Regions from separate parts of the Mus musculus genome. Here all the other regions are linked to region 5. Evidence: chromatin contacts called from public HiChIP or PLAC-seq and Micro-C data. All regions are on one chromosome and are shown on one strand. The core of a region is the stretch at or near the end of the contact, and the rest is flanking DNA. Distances in the headings are between cores, read along the strand shown.

Region 1 (3,297 bases), core at 764-3,263, 490 kb after region 5:
TCTGGGCCTGTGAGGTGGGATCCTTCGTCTTCCTCTATTTTTATTATTCTTAGGTTTGATTTTTTTAATAGCCGTCCTAGATTTTCTGAATGTTTTGTATCAGGACGTTTTTAGATTTAGCATTTTCTTTGTCTAATGTATTCATTTTTTATTGTATCTTTAATACTTGACATCCTCTTGTATTCTGGTAGTGAAGTTTGCCTCTGTAGTGCATGTTTGAATTCATTATTTTTTTTAATTTCTAGAATTCCCTCAGTTTGTGTTTTCTTTACTGCTTTTATGTTCATTTTCAGGTCTTGAACAGTTAAATTTATTTATTTCCACGATTTGTGTGTGTTTTCTTGGCCATCTTTAGAGAATTTATTTATTTTCATCCCAAGAACATCTATCATCTTCATACAGTCAGTTTTATGGTCTTTTCATTGTGCTTCAGCTATGTCGGATTGAATATTCAGGGCCTGCTGTGGTTAGGATAGTTGGACTTTAGTGGAGACATGTTGTAGCCTCACTGTTATTGGTGGTGTTTTTATGATTAAGTGTAGGCATCTGATTTTGGATGAATTACAGATCCAGGTGCTGACTTCTGGATTTCTTTGTTGGATTTCTTTTGTTGGATTTCTTTTGTTGGATTTCTTTTGTTGGATTTCTTTTGTTGGATTTCTTTGTTGGATGGGTATTTCTCTCTTGGTTTCTAGTTCCCCTCCAGATTTTCTGAGTCTGGTGGGGGGAAGGGGACCTCATAAAATTGCAAAGCTTCTGTAAGGCAAAAGACACTGTCAATAAGACAAAAAGGTAACCAACAGAATGGGAAAAGATCTTTACCAATCCTAAATCTGATAGGGGGCTAATGTCCAATATATGTAAAGAGCTCAAGAAGTTGGACTCCAGAAAATCAAATAACTCTATTAAAAATTGAGGTACAGAGCTAAACAAAGAATTCTCACCTGAGGAATACCGAATGGCTGAGAAGCACCTAAATGAAGGTGTTGAAAGAGGTTGCCACCACCACCACCACCACCACAGGAAGCAATAGAAGGCATCCTCTGTGAGTTCCCAGACTTCCTAGTTGTCTCTACCTCAGCACTACAGAAGGGCTGTTTGTCACTGTGATGTTGACGGTTGTGATGTATGTGTATATTTGTAGATGTAGACATCCCTCTGGATTTTGAGCCAAGGAAATTTTTTGTCTGAATTGAAGAGTTACTCTATATATGTCTTGAATTCTATGTTGAATATTACTGCTATGTAACTTCGTGTTTCTGTAATTCAATAATTGTATTCATTGGTTGTTGCTCTAATTTTATTGATTAAAAAAATGGATTGGTTGAGTAGCAGTGCATAGTGGCCCACACCTTTAAATTCCAGCATTCTGGAAGCAAAGGCAGTTGGATTACTGTAAATCCGCGACAAGCCTGGTGTATATGGTGAGTACTTAGACAGCCACAGCTACATAGCAGAGATTCTGCCTCAAAACAACAATAAAAACAAGCAAACAAAATCAATAAATTGAAACATAACGTGTGAGAGAGCTTTACAACACTTTTACCTCATTCCAAAGTCATGAGTTTGCATAGTAGGATCTCCTGGTTCCTGTCTCTGGACAGATCTTTGATTCTGTGGGTCTTCCCATTAAGAACTTGAATCAAAAATGTGCAGGGCAAACTTGGACACTGTAATCAAAGCAGTAGAGGGCCCCAGAGTTCACAAGAACAAAGTGCATAAAGTAGCCTGTTCCCCTTAAAGGCAAAGTTATAAAACAGGTCGGAACCGGCTTAGTCCACTTAAAAAACAAAAGGAAAACAAACAAACAAACAAACAAAAAAACTGGCGTACAAAAGAATCCGCTATTCTAACTGCACTGGGAAAGAGGAATGTTATTAATTAAGGCATTTAAGCTCAAGGCTGTCACTATCTTTCCTCAATCAGGGATGCTGTTACTGCTATTCATGAACTGTCCAATGACGAACCGGTACATTCGGAAGGTCCCGCCCTTGCCGCCATGTTTGAGTCCTGTGTTGTTGAGAAGGTCTGTGGTGGTGTTGGGGCTGGACTATATCTCCTGTATTTAGGCCTATTAGGAAGAACACCTGGATGCATATGAAAGAGGAAATGGTGAGTATGCCTTGGGCTCCTGGAGTCGTAAGTGAAAGCTTTGTGACACTGCAGTCTGTGGCGCTGTTGCCTGCCGTTCCCTTGGTGCTGTGCAGCCTAGTGTGCCTTGGAGCGGGACACTGGAATTGTGCGCAGAGCAGGCGACCGGGCACCGGAGCCCGCTCTGTTCTGTCCTAGGGAAGCTACTTCGTTCCAGGCCCCTATCTTCATGGGGTTAGTCCTCACCTGGAACCTGCGCCTCCGCAGACACTGCAGCACTGCAGGTTGGTGACGCGGAGTCCAGACTGTGGTGTAAGGGGACTTGGGTGGTGTGAGCAGTTGCTCGTATGCCTTATAGGCATATCTCTGCTGCTTTCGATTCTTTTCTCTCATCGCCTTTGTAAATTATATTCTTCACAGTACTGCAGTTGAACACTAGGCCGGGAGAACTTATTAATCTCTCTCTCTCTCTCTCTCTCTCTCTCTCTCTCTCTCTCTCTCTCTCTCTCTCTCTCTGTGTGTGTGTGTGTGTGTGTGTGTGTGTGTGTGTGTGTGTGTGTGTGTGTGTGTGCGCGCGCGCGCTGCCCTTTAAAGATGAGATTAAAGAGTATTTAATTGTGCCGTCTGTGAGTAGGCCAAATTTTTCAATCTTAGAGAAAGTAGAGAAGTACAATGATGGGTTTTTTCCCCCTGACCATTTCTGAAGCCAAAATTCGGGTTTTTAAAAAGCTTTCCTAGACTTCGTTTTTGTGAGCCCTGTAAAGTAGATCAGGTGCTTGCCAATCTACATCGTTTGCTTGTGTGCTGGAGGCCGGTTCTCCAAATAGAAGAAATTGTGACTAAGAGTATTTGATCAGTATTTACCAGATGACATTCTTTTAGGGGTGTGGGGGAGTTGGTATTTTCAGTAGAATATTCATTTGAACAGTATTATTTCTGCCACTTCGTGGACTTGAGTATTCTATTTCTTTACTATTTGAAGTTGTCATCGCTGAAGTCTTTTTACCCTTTTACTGGGCTTTATTTCTAATTCTTTTCCCGTTACCATGAATGGTATTTTGTTTCTGATTTTCCCTTCCACTCTAGTCTTTATTGGAGTAGAGAAATGACATTGCTTACTGTATATTGATTTTATATCCTGCTATGCATAAAAAGTATTAAATAATACAAAGAAAATGACTACTTTTTAAAATTCTCTCTGTATTG
Region 2 (3,204 bases), core at 171-2,670, 370 kb before region 5:
TGGTGGCTCAAAACCATCCGTAATGAGATCTGGCGCCCTCTTCTGGAGTGTCTGAGGACAGCTACAGTGTACTTACATATAATAAATCTTTAAAAAAAAAAAGAAACTGCTGGGTGTGGTTGCGCACGCCTTTAATCCCAGCACTCGGGAGGCAGAGGCAGGCAGATTTCTGAGTTCGAGGCCAGCCTGGTCTACAGAGTGAGTTCCAGGACAGCCAGGGCTACACAGAGAAACCCTGTCTCAAAAAACCAAAAAAAAAAAAAAAAAAAAAAGAAACATACTATTTATTTATCCAGTTATGTATGTATGTATGTGTGTGTGTGTGTTTCTTTATTTATTTAAGACAGGGTCTCTCTACAGAGCCTGGCTGCCCTGGAATTTACTTTGTAGACCTGGTTGGCCTTGAACTCAAGAGATCTGTCTGCCTCTGCATTCTGAGTACTGGGAACTGGGATTAAAGGCGTGTGCCACCAAGCCTGGCTTCTAGTTTTGTTTTGATTTTTTAATCTAAAAGATTGTTTATTGACCTGGGCATGGTGGCACAGGGTAGCCCTAGCATCTCTGAGTTCAAGGCCAGCCTGTTCTACAAATAGAATTCCAAGACAGTCAGGGCTACACAGAGAAACCCAATCTCGAAAAAACAAAATAAATATATATGTAATTTATGTGTTTTATATATATATATATATATATATATATATATATGCTTATATATATAATACGTACTATTGGGTATTATTTATATGTGTAAAGATATATGTTTATGTATATAATACATATTGTTTATGTATAATATATAATATTGGAGGCAGGAGGGGCACAGAAAACTTTGTGGCGAATTAGTTCTCACCTTCCACATTATATGAGTTTCAGGGATAACCAGTTTGCTATCCTCCCGGCCCTACTCTAGATTTATGACTTTATTACATCTCCAGATATGGGTTCCACTTTTTCTTCTTTGAGGACAGGTCAGCGCCATCAACCAGCTTCCACTTTTCGGACCTGAGAAAGTGGACCAAGAGCGACCTCGGTGTAACAGTCTCCAGTCTACAGGGTTGGCGAGGAGGTGTGCAAGTTCAGCAGTATCCGCTAGGTGGCGCTCGCTCCGCCCCGACCCCGCTCAGGCACATGCGTATTGCCTCCCCCACGCCACTCCTCCACACAAGCGCACTTCTGACGCAACCAGAGACCTCAGGAAGCCGCGCTCGGCGCTCGGGAGGGGGAGAGGGAGAAAAGAGGAAGAGCGGATCCGGAAGTAGGATCCAAGGGGTCTAGTTCTGGTGCTCTAGCGGACTAGAAGAGTCGCGACTCAGGGGGCGTGGCCCCGGAGGCGGAGGGCACCGTGATTGGCTCGCGACCGCGGCGCCGGCGCGGATTGGCCTCTGCGGATTGAAGTGCGTTGACTGCGCGGAGGTTGAAATTCAAAAGTGGCGGGTGTGGCTGATTGGCCTGGCTCCTGGACAGCCTGGCTTCGGCGTTTTGCGGCGCGAGCCCTTGAGAGGACGCGGGTCTCATCGTCCTGCCTGCTGCCTTTGCACCCTTTCTGTGCGGACCACCATGGACGTGCAGGCGCAGGTGAGTGCGGCGGAGACGACCTCGCGCCAAGATCGGAGGACGCAGGCCGGCCGCCCGGAGACCCGCGTCCCGGGGACAGGTCGGGGCAAGCCGTCCTGCAGGGGAGGGTCGCACCGCCTCGCGCCCAGGACACCAGCGGCCGAGTCAGTGAGGGCAACACACACACACACACACACACACACACACACACACACACGGCGAGGTCCCAGGACAGTCGCAGCGACGTTGGCCCGCCATTCCAGTCGTGCAGGCGCGACCATCCCGTGTCCCTTATCCCCCTCCAGCATTTCCCATTTCGAATTCTCAAGCGGATTCGACATGTTTGTGCTTCTCAGTTCTTACAGATCGCCTTGTGGGAGAAGCGAGGGTTCTGAAAGAGGCCTTGTCGCTTGTCCGCAAAGTACCTTTCTTGCTGATGACCTGTTGTGTTGCTGCTGGATCGGGATAGAGGAAGGGGAGAGGAGAAATGGGGGCATCGGCCCAGAGGATCCTTATTCCCTCGCCTGCCTCTTCCTTTTGCTCATTTGGACTGCTGACTAGTTTATGGGGGTGCCCTTCTTCACCACAAGCATCTGAGGCGTATGTGTGTGGCAATTAATGGACTGATCTCTCTGGTGTCAGGAAAGACCGGCCTGCATTCTTTGTTTACCAGCATTTCAGTCTAGACTGACTCACAGTCGGTGTTCAGCTTGAAGAGACTTTCTGGTATACTCACAGCCAAAAGGGAGAGCACTGCACTGTGACAGGTGACAGTTAAAAAGTAAAATAGTTTTTCTCAGATTTGTTCCTGCAGTATTTGCCAAGCATCTTCTGGCCCTGCACAGCTGTACTTATGTAGGAGACAGGAGTCCTAGCTACCAGTGAGCTGACACTCCCTGGGGAGACAGACATAATACAATTTGTATCTCTATTGGGAGGGAGTGAAGGACAGTAAAGGTTCAAGCAGATGGAAGGGGAAGAAGAAAGCTAGGAGGAACAACATTAACTAAGGTATGGAGAGTTAAAACTGGAAGGAAGAGGTCTGTGGTGCAGTGCTAGGCGAGCATCCAAGAAACACCTGGGTCTATAGTCCCCTGAACCAAAAGCAACGAACCATCCTGAAGTCAGTTGTGCACCTGAGGTCACCTGTGTGGAGGCTCAGACCAGAGCTTGGAGATTCAGGCCAGTGATACATTGTCTCAAAAAAAAAAAAAAAAACCAATATAAATTTGACCTAGTAACCTGAAGCTGGTAGCATGCCCAAGAATAGCAGGGTTTGCTTGCTGATTTGTTGTTGTTGTTTTGTTTGTTTGTTGTTGTTGTTTTGTGGTTTGTTTGTTGTTGTTTTGTGGTGGTGGTAGCTGTTTTCCCTGTGTAACCCTGGCTGTCCTAGAACTCACTCTGTAGACCAGGCTGGCTTAGAACTCAGAGATCTGCCTGCCTCTGCCTCCCGAGTGCTGGGGTTAAAGGTGTGCGCCATCAGTGCCCAGCTGTACTGTGTGTTAAGTGTGTCTGAGAGAAGAGGTCCTTGTGTCTCCCTTTCGGCAGGGAGAGAGAGATTTATACTGGTTAGAGTTGTCCAGAAAAAGCATGAAAAACATAAAAGGTAGTGCTTTTCAATTACTCAGTAATAAAGTTGGGTTTTTTGTA
Region 3 (3,215 bases), core at 665-3,164, 510 kb before region 5:
GCTGAGCCCCATACCTGAGCTTCGGTCCCCGCAGATTGCACAGAGCCGTTTGCCAGCCCCAGGACCACCTGGAGGGGGTGGACAGTGCAGGCCCCGGACCCCTAAGACCGGTGGCTTCACATCTTCAGGGGGGCCAGACCCACCCCCAGGGAGCGACACTGTGGAGTTGATCTGGGATGGGGGAGACAGGGAAGTCACAGGAGACTCTCATATGTCAGGCAAACCACTTCCTGCTTGTGAGCAAGCCCTGTACTATTCCAGAAGGTACTGGGGACACTACTGTCTAACGTAAAGGGCCTTCCTTGCACGTGACACCAAGAGTGATGTCCACCCTTCTGTAATTGTGCTACAGTGGCCCTGAAGGGCACAGGTCTTAGAAGGGCAGGCATATTGAAGCGAAAAGGGCAGCAAAGCCACCGTGAGCTGAACAGGACATCAAAAATATTCCCTGCAGGCTTAGGGTTTGTTTTCAAAACAGAGCTGATGAAGCATGCACCCCCACAGACCACCCCCTTCAGGAAGAGCAAGGGGTCCGAGACCACAGGCTTGCTATGATTAGAGAACTAGAAAGATCAACGGGTTTTGGGGAAGTTCACCCAAAGATGGGGAGTGGGGGTGAGAAGTTGAGAACAAGGAACTGAAGGCACAGTGGCAATAAGCAGGCCACAACCTCTCTCTCACCTGAGGGCTGCTGACAGGCCCGGAGAATCCTGGGGGAGCCGGAGGGGGCAGACCAGGGGACCCCATGGAAGAACTGATGACTGGGAAGGGGGAGCCCAGTGGCGGGGGTGGCATTGGAGGTGGAGGTGCTGAAGGGGTAAGAGGTGGGCCAGGAGGAGAAGACGGACGGATCCCCTGAGAAAGGGGATTTGGGGAGGAGCTGTCTGGGCTTCGGGAATCTGAGAAGTGGGTACGTACAAGGCAGACACACACGGACAGGAGAGACAAGAAGAGAAAGTGAGCCTTTTGATCATCCAAATGGACACTTTAATTCTCCCTGACCCACCACAGCCCGCAACCCTGGAGTTCAGAAATACCAAGTGGCCAAACAACAATTTCACTTCTAATAGTCGTGAGAGGAGGCGGTTGACAAAAAGGGAGGCAGGTCAGGCGGGGCTACTGGGTCATCCCAAGCTGACCTCGGGAGGGGGGGCTGTGAAGCAGCACGTGGAGGTGTAGCAGCGAACCCCTCGTCCAACCCCAACTTAGAACATTCGGGGCAAAGAGTATGGCAGAAATACCCGGTCCCAGAGCGTAAGCTCAGCCTTCGAATGCCCAGAGTCCTCCAGCCCACGGGGAACGGTGTCCTTCCCACGCCCGAGACCGCGCACGCAGGCCCCGCCGCGGGCCCGAACCTGAAGGGCGGAAGCTCCCCCGCCGCGCCCCGCCCCGGGGGAGGGCGCTGGGCCTCGGGACGTCGAGGGCGCGTGTTTACAAACAAGGGGGCGGGAGCGCGGGGAGGGGGCGCGAGGGGCGCCGGCCCGGGCCCACGGGACACTCACCCCGCCCGCTGTCGCCCATCCCGTCCCGGCCAGCCTCCCCCGGCTCCGGCTCCAGGGCTTGCTGCTCTCCGGCCGCCGCCGCCGCCGCCGCGGGATCCAGCCAGGGCCGCCGCCGCCGCCACCGGGACGCGACCCCACAATGCATCTCTTTTCTCACCCCCACCGGCCCACACTGCCCCGCGGCATGCCGCGGCGGGAGGAAGGGCGGACGAGTGGCCCAAGACATGACGCCCGGGCCGAGGGCGGGGAAGCCGGAGAGGCGCCAGGGACGCGCAGGGGGGACAGCGGGGGACTCGGGGGCCGCGACGAAGCCGCGGAGGCGAGCAGGCCGCGGCCTGTGGCAGCGCGACTCAAGAGCCGCGCTCGGCTCGGCACTGAGATGACAGCACCGGCGCGGCCGCCATCTTTGTACAGACGGGAAGTCTCGCCTTGAGCTCCCGCCCCTTCGCCGAGGTGGAAACGGAGGAGGCGGTGCCCGCCAGCCCGCCGTCCCCTCGGATAACCCCCCAGCTCTGCGCATGCGTCCTGACGCCGTGGCCGCGCCGCCCTCGGGGCGCCGCCATGTTGGTAAAGGTATCGGGGCGCAGGCAAGAAAGGGAGCTTCCGGATCTCGCGGGAGCTCGAGGCGTGAGTGCCACGTCCCAGCAAACCGAGAACCGAGAGGATCCCGGAGCCGGTGAGAGGTCCCTGCTGCTCCCTTACGGCGCTTTCCAGGCCTTTACCCCAACCAGTGGGCCATAGAGACGCGGGCCCAGAGAGACCGTAAAGTTGCTGATCAAAGGCTAGAGCGGTGTCGGGGGTGGGGGGCTGCATCCAGGAAGGGTGTTGGGGATGAGGTGGACCGGCCTTGGGGACAATGTAAGAGCGGAGCAAGTAGTATAGAGGAAGGGCTTCAAGGGACGCGGATCCCGAATAGGTAGATTGAGAGTCAAGTCGAGTCGTCTCTTGTTCCTCCGGTCAGCGTGATGACCATGGGCCTGCGGGCCCCCCACTGGGTGGCTGTGGGACTGCTGACCTGGGCGGCTTTGGGGCTGCTGGTGGCCGGACACGAGGGTCATGGTGACCTGCACAAAGATGTGGAAGAGGACTTCCATGGCCACAGTCACGGGCACTCACATGAAGATTTCCACCATGGCCACAGCCACGGGCACTCGCATGAAGATTTCCACCATGGCCACGGCCACACTCATGAAAGCATCTGGCATGGGCATGCCCACAGCCACGACCATGGACACTCACGTGAGGAATTACACCATGGCCATAGCCATGGCCACTCCCACGATAGCCTCCACCACGGAGGACATGGACATGCCCATCGTGAACATAGCCATGGGACTTCTAGGGAGGCTGGGGCTCCAGGCATCAAACACCACCTGGACACTGTCACCCTCTGGGCCTACGTGAGTCGCCAGGGGATGTGGGGAAGAGGGACTGGTTCTTAATCGGTGGGAAGCTCCATCTTTGCCTTCTGATTGTGCTTCTCCACCAGGCACTGGGGGCCACAGTGCTGATCTCCGCAGCTCCGTTCTTCGTGCTGTTCCTCATCCCAGTAGAATCTAACTCTCCCAGGCACCGCTCTCTGCTCCAGATCCTGCTCAGTTTTGCTTCCGGGGGGCTCCTGGGTGATGCGTTCCTCCACCTCATCCCGCATGCCTTGGGTAAGTAACTTGTGGGCTCCGCCTCAAAGGCTTAAGCGGTTTTGTTCTTTCTCTT
Region 4 (3,170 bases), core at 282-2,781, 410 kb before region 5:
GAAAAGCAGGGCGCAAAGTCAGGAGCAGAGCGCGCCCGAAGAGGCACAAAGCCAAAGGAAGAGAGACCTGAAGCAGAGAGAAGCTGAAACTTCACAAGGCCCGCCCTCCCTGACAGAACCAGAGGAGCCCAAATTTAGTCCTTCCGCAGAGACTCCTTTTCCCCAGGTCCCCAATACAGCTTCCACTTAATCTCAGCACTGGGGACCCCCTGAAGGTGGCGGCTCCAATCCCAGTTACAAGAAGGGGAAGTAAGGATGATGGGGGGGGGGGGCGGTAGACTCAGAGTCATGTGGCCCTAGCCCCTCCCCCGACCGATCCCGAAAAACCAGCCTTGCTAGTCACCCTAACTTTACCAATGTCGGGGCCCAGGAGTCTGGATCCTCGGGCTCCGAATCTAACTTCTGGACCCTCCTGAATCCCTAAATCTTGCTGCGGACTACATCCTATCAGTCTCTTTGGACGAAGATGACCACGCTCTACCTATCCCGGGATCATCTCTCCAGGTGCCGGAACCTCTTGGCTTGCTGCCCTCTATTGAGCACCAGGGGGTGGGGGAAGAGGCGGCGAAATCTGAGGGTTCCCTCCCCAATCCTAGAGTCTGAGGAGCTGGTTACTGTGGAAACAAACCCCTCCCAGCCAAACAAAAAACGAGGAGGGAGACAGGGACCAAGATACAACTGCCCAGTGGCACCCGTCTAAGCAGGTATGGGCAAAGAGGGCCTGAGCCCCGCAGGCACAGTCAGCCCGTCTGCCAGCCAGCCATTCTGGTTCCGGCAGGTTCCTACGGGCAGGTTCCGAGCAGACAGACAGGGCGAACTTCATAGACACCAGGACCCGCAGCCAGGGGACAGATATCCAGAGAGAGTGTGGCGGGCGGGATGCGAGTGAGGCGGGGAGGAAGAGACCGAGGGACCCAGAGACACCGAAAGGAGGAGAGTCTCAGAAATATTTAATGCCCTGCCTCCCGCCACCCGCGTCTCACCTCTTCTTCTTCCTCATCCTCTTCCTCCTGCCCCCCGCCCACGGCCCGGCCACCTGGGTCCCCACCCTCTTCGGGGTCCCGGCTCCGGAAGCTGCTCAGCACGACTCCCCCGGGGGGGGTCGTGTCCAAAAGCAGCCGCAGGGGCCGCGGGAGCATGGCCGAGAGAAGCAATCAGCGGGGTCGGGCCATGGGGGCGCCTGGGGAGAGACGGGTGGGATTGGGTGGAGTCAGACGGGCGTGGGGGAGACGGACAAGAAGGGACCTAGGTGGGAGTCCCTGAGGAAGGCTGGGGGAGGGAGATACGGGAGTGGGGAAACCCAAGCCCTCGGTGCTTGCTTGGGACTTGGGGGCTAACTAGTGCGGAATGGGCAGGGTCACCCGGTGCTCCGGCTCTGACCTGCTCGGGAAGGGCGAGGGCTGCGCGCGGGTCCCGGGCCTCTGTTCTTGTCGGTCTCTGGCCCTCTACCGAGTCCCCTCCCCGGCTTTTCCGCGATGCCCCCCTCCTGCACCCCGCCGGGCTCCCGGGCCCTCCCGCCCTTTCCGCTTCCCCCCTCCCCGCGTCCGCCCGACAGCAGGAGCCAAAAAGGGAAGGAAGTGAGGACAGGAGCCAGGGAGAGCGACTAGGGGAGTGCTGGACGCCAGGGGCTGGGACGCAGGCTGCAGGTGCACTACTCCGCTGTCCCTTGCAGCCCCACTCGGTGGCTCTGAAGCCCGCGTCTCGCAGCAGACACGCTGGAGACCAGGGTCCTGTCTCAAGCCTCCACAGGAAGGCAAACACGGAATTTTAAGTCACTTTTTCTAACCAGAGCGGCGCTGCAACTGCCGAGGAAAGTGCCCTAGCAGTGGCGCGACCCCGTTACTGCAGCTCGAGAATGACACTGCCGCCCCGGCACGAGTGCAACGGAGCGAATCCGCGCCGGGTTTTCTGTGCCGCCCTTATGCCCGCCCACTCGCGGGGAGGGGGCGGAAGCCGGCTAGTGCGGCGCTTCCGGTTCCACTCGGGTCCGTCGCTCCGGGCGTCCGGCTCTCACCGTGCGCCCGAGCGCGCGCGGTTCCCACGGTGGCTATGTCGTCTCCCGGGTGCGAGACGAGGACCGGGAGGTGACCGAGGTTGGCTGTGCTTGGAAACGGGAGAATGAGAGGCCCGCATGGAAACTCGGAAAGACTTTATTAGCTCACGAGGACCGGCGAACAGGAGAGGACGAACCACACGGGGACATTCGTAAAGGGCCGAGACCCACCAGGCCCGGAGATGGTAAAGGTGGACCAGGCAAAAGAAAAGCTGTGGTAGGAATGGAGAGCTGGAGAGGTAGGCTTTAGTCCGCGAGGGAGACACATGGACCTTTCCGTCTCTAGACTACTGCTGTGGGCTGTCCCTGAGGTCTCTAGAATCTTAAGATGCTATGAAGACCTTTCGTCCTAATCCCCTGGCCAGTGGTTCTCAACCTTCTTAACATTAACGCAGTTCAAGTTGTAAAATTATTTTCTTTGCTACTTCGTAACTGCCTTTACTACTGTTGTGAATCCTAATGTCTGGTATTTCCGATGGACTTAAAGGGGGTTGTGAGCCACAGGTTATGAACCCGCCTCTCTGGCGCATACACTGGTTCTTCTCAACCCTGGGACTCTACGCATGTGTGTTCTTATATTTAGTTCTCTCAACAAAGCCCCGCCAAGTAACCCCGACTGACCTGAAACTCCCTATTTGTAGATCAGGCTGGCATGGAAATGTCAGAGATCCACTGCCTCTGCCTCCCGACTGTGGGCATCAAATGAGTGTGGCGCTAAGTCTCGCTTTTTTCTCATCTTAAAAGTTTAGTTCGAGTCCAGCGGTGGTGGCGCACGCCTTTAATCCCAGCACCTGGGAGGCAGAGGCAGGCGGATTTCTGAGTTCGAGGCCAGCCTGGTCTACAGAGTGAGTTCCAGGACAGCCGGGACTATACAGAGAAATCCTGTCTCCAAAAACCAAAAAAAAAAAAGACCTCTAGGCATGGTGTCCAGTGCCGTTTGTCACTCCGAGGCAGAGGGACAGGTGGATCTCTGGGACTTCGAGGCCAGCCTGGTTGGCTTGGTGAGGGTTCAGGACAGCCAGCCAAGGCTACATAGAGAGACCTTGTCTAAAAACAAGAACAAAACAAGAAAGATTGAAACAAACAAAAAAACCTTAAAAAAAAAAATCCGAGCTAT
Region 5 (3,102 bases), core at 548-3,047:
CTTCTATTCTTGAGTTCCCCCTCCCAATAACTAACTGCACAGGCTACCTAGTGGTTCTGGCTCAGATGGGGTAAAACTGGAGGCAGGGTAAAAGGATTCTACTGGGTGAGTGACTGATGGGGTGGCCACACCTGCCCACAGGGTAACAGCTACTGGTAGGAATGATACCAAGATGGGGCTACAGGAGAGACCACAAACAAGTCAGTAGGTCTGGGGCAGACAAAGCCAATCTGAGGATGAGTTACAATTGAGAGGAGTCGCATGTTTGGCTGGGCACAAGATGACACTATGGGTGTGTATATGTATCTGTCTGTCTCTGTCTCTCCTGTGTGTGTGTGTGTGTGTGTGTGTGTGTGTGTGTGTGTGTGTGTGTGTGTGTGTACCTAGGCTTGGCCCCTGTCCCCCAGGCCCCTCCTCTGGCAGGCTGCAGGGAGGCCACTAGCCTGGGGGAAGGGCACAAGTGCTGGAAGAGGGAAAAGCCTCCCGGGAATGTGTGTGGCTCCATCACATCCTGGGGATCCTATAGGGACCAGCACTCCACACCTAGACTTTTGTAGGCTGTGCGGGAAACCCAGCTAAAGAGGTGGAGGCTTCTCAGTGGAGGACAGAGCTTCTTTGGCCAGGCATAGGCAGCCATCAGCCTGAGGCAGCAGGCTTCCTCCAGGCGCTGCACATCTGGCCTGGCTGCTGTGAGCACACAGACAAAAGGACCAGCCAGAGGGGAGGCCTAAGGGGAGGGGCTGCACAGGTCACCACTCCCATTACCACCAACCAGCTGTTAATTAAAGTGTGTCTCCCCCTGGTAGGGAGGCTCCTTGCTTCAGAGTTCTGTGGCATAGATGACCATCTGAGGGGAAGTAGCAGCCCCAGCTCCACTCTCACAGGCAGACACACAAACAAACACAATCACACTCTATAGGGCAACCCACACTTGAATAGCAGGAAGGCCTGGTTCACTAAACCCAAACACACACAACTACATACCTCCACACCTATGTATACAGAAACACATATTTCCACATGGACACCCAGACAGCCCATAAACCCAGACAAACAGGCCTATGTGCACAGTTACACAGTCCAAGACAAGCCACAAGCCTAGCAGCCTATACACGCTCATTTAACACAGAAAGTTAACACACACACATGCACAAGTTTACACATTCATAGCAGGGGGAACTAAGAAATTCTACAAACTCAGACACATATGCATGCAGGCATTTCCACTAATAACACTCCTGAGAAACGCAAATATTCAGAGACAGACACACTTGGCATTTACATGCACGAGAGGCATTTTTCTTACCCTCACTTAGGCAAACACTCAACACACCTCAACAGTCTGCCCACACAGTCGCTCCCAGATGCTGAAAGCCATAAGGTCATACAATCCGCAGAAGCACAACCATTTGGATACGTGGCTGACCTCGACCCCCGCCCCAAACCTGAGCCAACCCAAACAGGCAGTCTGTATCTGCAACACTTAGGGACATTCGGCACCAACACAGCACTCGCACAACGGGATCCGTCCAGCACATCTTGTCCCCGAGACACACAAAGTCACTTATAATCACTGCATTCCGGTGACTGCGCCGCCCAACTGGGTCCCCAGATCGCCAGTACCTGCGTGCCTGGAGCCTTCGGTCCGCTGTAGACGCACAGACTCACCGCCCGGCGCACAGGAAGGGAGGGAGCAAGCGCCCGGTGGCGTGGCCGGGGGAGGGGGCGCGGGAAGGCACTCACTTCCTGAGCAGCCTGCCAGGGTTATTAAAAAAAAAGAAAAACCAAAAAAAAAAACCCAAACCCCGCCCGCCGCTGCTGCTGCTTCCGCCGCCGCCGCCGCCCAGGGCCTCAGGCTGGACCCAAGCCAAGGACCCCGGAGCCCGGATTACCCCGCCTCGCGAAGGGCGCCCGTGTGGGTGGAGATGCTGAGGAGGAATTTGGGATGGGAGTTGGAGAAGGTTGGGGGGGGGGGTACGGGAGAGGGGAGGCTGGGGGCGGAGATAGAAGAAGGCAGGGGGTGTGAAGGGACAGAGGTGGAGAGTGGGGGAGGAGTGGACGCACACAGTAGGGGGATGGGGGGGAGGACGGAAAGGAGGGGTTAGGCGGGAAATTGTGAGGGAGGAAAGTTTGAATAGAAAGAGGTGGAGGAGATGGGGGTCCTGGAGAAAGGGGCAAAATTGAGTTGGGGGCTAGCGAGGGGGTTGAGACAAGGGGAGAGCCCAGTGCCTTGCCTCCGTTAGCCGAGTCAACAACAGCTGTTATTTATTGAGGGCTGGTCCTTGCTCAAGCAAACATTTATTGGGCGCCTCTCCGTGTGCCAGGCATGGTGCCCGAGGCTGAGTGAATAAATCTGAGTTGGGTCCCAGCCTTCACAAAGCTCCGGTCCGGGGGCTTTGATCTGCTTTGGCTCTGCTTTTGAGTTCACTTGCTTTAACTCTCTAGCAGTGAAGAGGACCTAGTCAGTTCCATTTTACAGATGTGAAAACTAAGTCCAGCCAGGGGGGCGTCATGATCATCTTTGGGACACAGTGTTTAAATCTACGAGGAGTTTGTACATGCAGGAGATGACCAGTGCAGTGGAGCAAAGCTGGGATTCCAACCAGCTTCAATCCAGGCCTGATTGTGGGAGTGTTCTACACCATTACCCCTGGTCTCAGAATTCCAAGATTGGCCCCCACAGTGGGCTTTGGCCTTGGCCTTGACCGACTCTGATTCTAGGTTTTCTTATCCTTAGAAATGGGGTAATGACAGCCTTTGTAGGGAGCAGGGGAGGAAGAGGGGTGGTTGTGGGAGGGAGCAGGAGAGTTTCAACCACAAACATTCCCTCTGTTCTGAGTTCAGCTAGGGATACAGGTAGTTCTCTGTCTCTACGTTGAACTTAGTCTTGAACTTGGAAATGGCATGTTAAGGGCTCATGCACTGTACGAAAAATTCCTATGGTGCCCGAACCCTCCTGCCCGGACCCAACTTCTCTGGACACCCTGCCAGACCAGAGGGGCTGTTAACTTTTACATACTGCAATCCCTAGAACCCATACCCACCCCTGGCCTCCACTAACCGAACTGCCCCTTGGGCCCCTTGGCCTGAGGCACCTGCCTT
Region 6 (3,298 bases), core at 147-2,646, 380 kb after region 5:
AGAAGGAGGAGGAGGAGAAGGAGGAGGAGGAGGAGGAGGAAGAGGAGGAAGAAGAGGTAGAAGAGGAAGAAGAACAAAATGTGGAAGAGCAGGACGTGGTGGAGCACGCCTTTAATCCCAGCAGAGGCAGGCAGATTTCTGAGTTCCAGGCCAGCTTGGTCTACAAAGTGAGTTCCAGGACAGCCAGGGCTAGACAGAGAAACTCTGCCTCAAAAACAAAAACAAAAAATATGGAAGAAGAAAAGGAAGAGGAGGAAGTAGAGGAGGAAAGCCGTTTCTTAAACGGTGTGCTTTTGAAATGAGATTCCAGCCATAAGCCCTTCACAACCCAGCTCCCATACCTGGCGAGAAGAGGGGAGGGTTCTAAGAGACAATGGTTTTCCTATTGCAAGAACATATTGGCAATGAATATCATGCAGTCACACCATGCAACAAGCCTCATACAAAAGATTTACTGGGGTTAGTCTGCCACTGACCAGGAAGAGACAGCAGAGGGCTGGACAGAAAGGAAGACTTTTATAGGGTTTTTAGAGCATGTTCCGTGAGCTTGATGGGAAAGTATGGAAGATTAGGAAATATCATTTGTTCAATAAACTTGAGCTAAGGGTGGTAATAGTGATTTCCAAGCCTCTGAACTTGAGGTCAAGCCAGGGGCACAATGTTTTTCTTTTGAGCTTGAGATCACAGGTCAGGGTGTTCCTTCCCTGGCCCTTTTACTCTACAATGGTGGCTTGGGGAGGTGAGAAATGTGGTCTCACATAGCCCAAGATGGACTCTTATCATCTATGATCCTCCTGCATCCACACTCCAAGTGCTAGAACAGTTGTGCATTAAAATGTCTAAGCAGCAAAAATAGGTTCCTTGGTTCCACTGTTACTAATGGTGTCTGTGCCAGGCTAATTAGGTCCTTGGCACCTTGCTCAAAGAATTTAAGAAGGACTACAGCTTGAGTCTGGGGAGATGGCTCAAGGGTTAAGAGGGCTTACTGCTCTTTCTTGAGAACCGCCTTCGATTCCCAGCACCCAGGTCCGGAGGCTGACAAACTGCCTGTAACTCCAACTCCAGAGGATCAGTCAGCTTCTGCAGGCATCCACACACAAATGACATATAGTCACTAGATAACAGGAAAAGTGTCTAATAAAAAAGGCCTGGAGCTGTGAGCATGAACGACACAAAAGCAGAAAATGGGATAGCTTTAGCGATGGCAGAGAAGCAGCAAGCTCTAAATTCATGCTGTTACTCCTGCCATCCTTTGGTCCAGCACCCATTATTACAATCCAGTCGAGCTCTGCTCTTTAGCTATGTAGTGAGTGACCTAGTTCAGCAGTCAGGTGACGCTCCATGGAGGCGGAGGCGGCCCGTGGTTCCAAGCGCGCTGCGGCGGTTGAATTCCGAATTCTAAACAGAGGGACAAGGGCTTCTGGGAGTTGTGGCCAGTGGCCGGCCAGTGCGCACAAGCTGGTTAGTGGTGCGGTTGCAACTGTCCTACACCTTGGGTCTCAGCCTTGCAAGCTGAGACTCACTCCTCCCGGAGAGGGGGAAGTAGCTGCAGGATCCCAAGTCGGACAGGGAATGGTGTAGGACCATAGCCAGCCACGTAAGATTTGGGTGGGTCTGTTATGAGGAGTTTCTGTTGACTACTGTGAGGTCATTTCACAGAGCACCCTGTGGTGATTGTGGCATAACATTAAACTGGGTTTGAATTTGAAAGACTGGTAAGGAATCACAAAGACCTTTTTTCAGTTGCCAAATGGGATACCGGATGTACAACTATCTACGCTGTGAAAGGACCTTCTAGTACTACAGCTATTAAAGAATAGTGAAGATGTAGATGAAAGTTAAGTTTCCTGGTAGACGTCGATTTCCACACTGGTAAGTCTTCTCGTTAGAAAATTTAGGACATGAAATGGCTCAAAGAATGTCCAGATAAAACAGTTAACAATCAAGTTGAGCTGTTAAGGACCACCTACTTTTAAACCAGATCATCTGAAATGAACTAAAAAAAAAAAAAAAAAAAAAACACTCAACGTTCTTTAGAAATGCAGGTTGAGGCTTCACCCACCCACCCCAAATAATTGCATCATATTCATTGAAAATTAGAACGAAAGGAAAAAATAAATCTCGGTTTCAGATATCTCTGTATTTTGGATAGTTACTAAGTAACTTCTTTTATCTATCAGTAAGAAGCAGAAACTACCCTTTACTGAGTAGAACCTTTAAAAATCTGCCCCAATACATATATTTCTCTGTTACTAGGTAAGACTGGAGGCTTCATTTGAGTCATGGCGTTTACCAATTACAGCACTCTCAACCGGGCTCAACTAACCTTTGACTATCTACACACAAATTCAACTACCCATGCATTTTTGTTTGGTGCTCTTGCTGAACTGATTGATAATGCGAGGGATGCTGATGCCACCCGGATAGATATTTACGCTGAAAAGCGAGAGGACCTTCAAGGAGGATTCATGCTTTGTTTTCTGGATAATGGAGTCGGAATGGATCCAAACGATGTCATCAATGTGATCCAGTTTGGGAAATCAGCCAAACGAACACCAGAGTCCACACAGATTGGGCGGTACGGGAATGGACTAAAATCAGGCTCAATGCGTATTGGGAAGGATTTTATCCTCTTCACTAAGAAAGAAAACACCATGAGTTGCCTCTTCCTGTCTCGAACCTTTCATGAGGAAGAAGGCATTGATGAGGTGATAGTCCCTTTGCCTACTTGGAATAGTCAGACACGAGAACCTGTCACAGATAACATGGAGAAGTTTGCCATTGAGACAGAGCTCATCTACAAGTATTCTCCCTTCCACACTGAGGAAGAAGTGATGACCCAGTTTACAAAGATTTCTGGGACTAGTGGAACCCTGGTCGTCATTTTCAATCTCAAACTCACGGACAACGGAGAACCCGAACTAGACGTAACCTCAAATCCAAAAGATATCCGGATGGCAGAGATCTCCCAAGAAGGCGTGAAGCCAGAGCGGCACTCCTTCTGTGCCTACGCTGCTGTGCTGTATATCGATCCTCGGATGAGGATTTTTATTCACGGGCACAAGGTGCAGACCAAAAAGCTCTGCTGCTGCCTGTATAAACCCAGGAAGTACACCTTCACGTCACACCGTTTTAAGACCAGGGCAGAACAAGAGGTGAAGAAGGCAGACCAGGTAGCACAGCTCGCGGAAGAGAAGGCCCGGGAAGCAGAGAGCAAAGCCCGTACATTAGAAATACACATGGGTGGAGACATCACCCGGGACTCCAGGGTGATGTTGCGTCAGGTCCAGAATACAGC

What was found. A called contact is a pair of places that touch in the nucleus more often than the background predicts. HiChIP or PLAC-seq counts read pairs in DNA pulled down with a chosen protein or histone mark.
Region 1: a contact with region 5 is called in a FOXA1 HiChIP or PLAC-seq map of pancreatic cancer cells. The contact joins the promoter of Zfp763 here to the promoter of Adamts10 in region 5. A contact is called at or near these places in 19 of 39 promoter capture datasets (the 3T3-L1 cell line, the C10 cell line, the HPC-7 cell line and 11 more), 1 of 15 datasets of contacts at CTCF or cohesin (the NIH/3T3 cell line), 1 of 484 Hi-C or Micro-C datasets (granulocyte-monocyte progenitors), 9 of 115 datasets of contacts at active chromatin or transcription factors (T-cell acute lymphoblastic leukemia, cardiomyocytes, embryonic fibroblasts and 5 more) and 2 of 9 other capture datasets (adipose tissue and embryonic stem cells).
Region 2: a contact with region 5 is called in an H3K27ac HiChIP or PLAC-seq map of embryonic stem cells, with 2.4 times the contacts expected there. The contact joins the promoter of Kifc1 here to the promoter of Adamts10 in region 5. A contact is called at or near these places in 2 of 39 promoter capture datasets (cranial neural crest and pre-B cells), 4 of 115 datasets of contacts at active chromatin or transcription factors (embryonic stem cells and large pre-B cells) and 1 of 9 other capture datasets (adipose tissue).
Region 3: a contact with region 5 is called in an HNF4G HiChIP or PLAC-seq map of pancreatic cancer cells. The contact joins the promoter of Rxrb here to the promoter of Adamts10 in region 5. A contact is called at or near these places in 2 of 39 promoter capture datasets (liver and pre-B cells) and 1 of 115 datasets of contacts at active chromatin or transcription factors (pancreatic cancer cells).
Region 4: a contact with region 5 is called in a Micro-C map of embryonic stem cells, with 4 times the contacts expected there. The contact joins the promoter of Rgl2 here to the promoter of Adamts10 in region 5. A contact is called at or near these places in 6 of 39 promoter capture datasets (the 3T3-L1 cell line, 3T3-L1-derived adipocytes, cranial neural crest and 3 more), 1 of 15 datasets of contacts at CTCF or cohesin (embryonic stem cells), 8 of 484 Hi-C or Micro-C datasets (all in embryonic stem cells), 4 of 115 datasets of contacts at active chromatin or transcription factors (embryonic stem cells and pancreatic cancer cells) and 1 of 9 other capture datasets (adipose tissue).
Region 6: an H3K27ac HiChIP or PLAC-seq map of embryonic stem cells shows a contact between it and region 5, with 3 times the contacts expected there. The contact joins the promoter of Morc2b here to the promoter of Adamts10 in region 5. A contact is called at or near these places in 16 of 39 promoter capture datasets (the 3T3-L1 cell line, the C10 cell line, the HPC-7 cell line and 9 more) and 3 of 115 datasets of contacts at active chromatin or transcription factors (embryonic stem cells and stem cell-derived neural progenitor cells).

What each region holds. Positions count from the first base shown.
Region 1 is chr17:33,032,097-33,035,393 of GRCm38.p6, reverse strand. It overlaps Zfp763 (zinc finger protein 763), which reads left to right and starts at 2,013. Exons shown (of 4, transcript NM_028543.3): 1 at 2,013-2,112. The coding sequence starts at 2,092.
Region 2 is chr17:33,888,849-33,892,052 of GRCm38.p6, reverse strand. It overlaps Kifc1 (kinesin family member C1), which reads left to right and starts at 1,420. Exons shown (of 11, transcript NM_001195298.1): 1 at 1,420-1,575. The coding sequence starts at 1,558.
Region 3 is chr17:34,030,511-34,033,725 of GRCm38.p6, reverse strand. Rxrb (retinoid X receptor beta) reads right to left here and starts at 1,914. Exons shown (of 10, transcript NM_011306.4): 1 at 1,503-1,914; 2 at 682-899; 3 at 15-171. The coding sequence starts at 1,728. Slc39a7 (solute carrier family 39 (zinc transporter), member 7) reads left to right here and starts at 2,036. Exons shown (of 7, transcript NM_008202.2): 1 at 2,036-2,902; 2 at 2,992-3,160. The coding sequence starts at 2,468.
Region 4 is chr17:33,928,255-33,931,424 of GRCm38.p6, reverse strand. It overlaps Rgl2 (ral guanine nucleotide dissociation stimulator-like 2), which reads right to left and starts at 1,531. Exons shown (of 18, transcript NM_009059.2): 1 at 1,381-1,531; 2 at 984-1,180. The coding sequence starts at 1,139. Tapbp (TAP binding protein) reads right to left here. Exons shown (of 8, transcript NM_009318.2): 8 at 2,135-3,170.
Region 5 is chr17:33,522,780-33,525,881 of GRCm38.p6, reverse strand. It overlaps Adamts10 (a disintegrin-like and metallopeptidase (reprolysin type) with thrombospondin type 1 motif, 10), which reads right to left and starts at 1,797. Exons shown (of 25, transcript NM_172619.4): 1 at 1,624-1,797.
Region 6 is chr17:33,137,781-33,141,078 of GRCm38.p6, reverse strand. It overlaps Morc2b (microrchidia 2B), which reads left to right and starts at 1,396. Exons shown (of 2, transcript NM_177719.4): 1 at 1,396-1,872; 2 at 2,257-3,298. The coding sequence starts at 2,283. Gm52288 (a long non-coding RNA gene) reads right to left here and starts at 1,048. Exons shown (of 3, transcript XR_003952262.1): 1 at 987-1,048.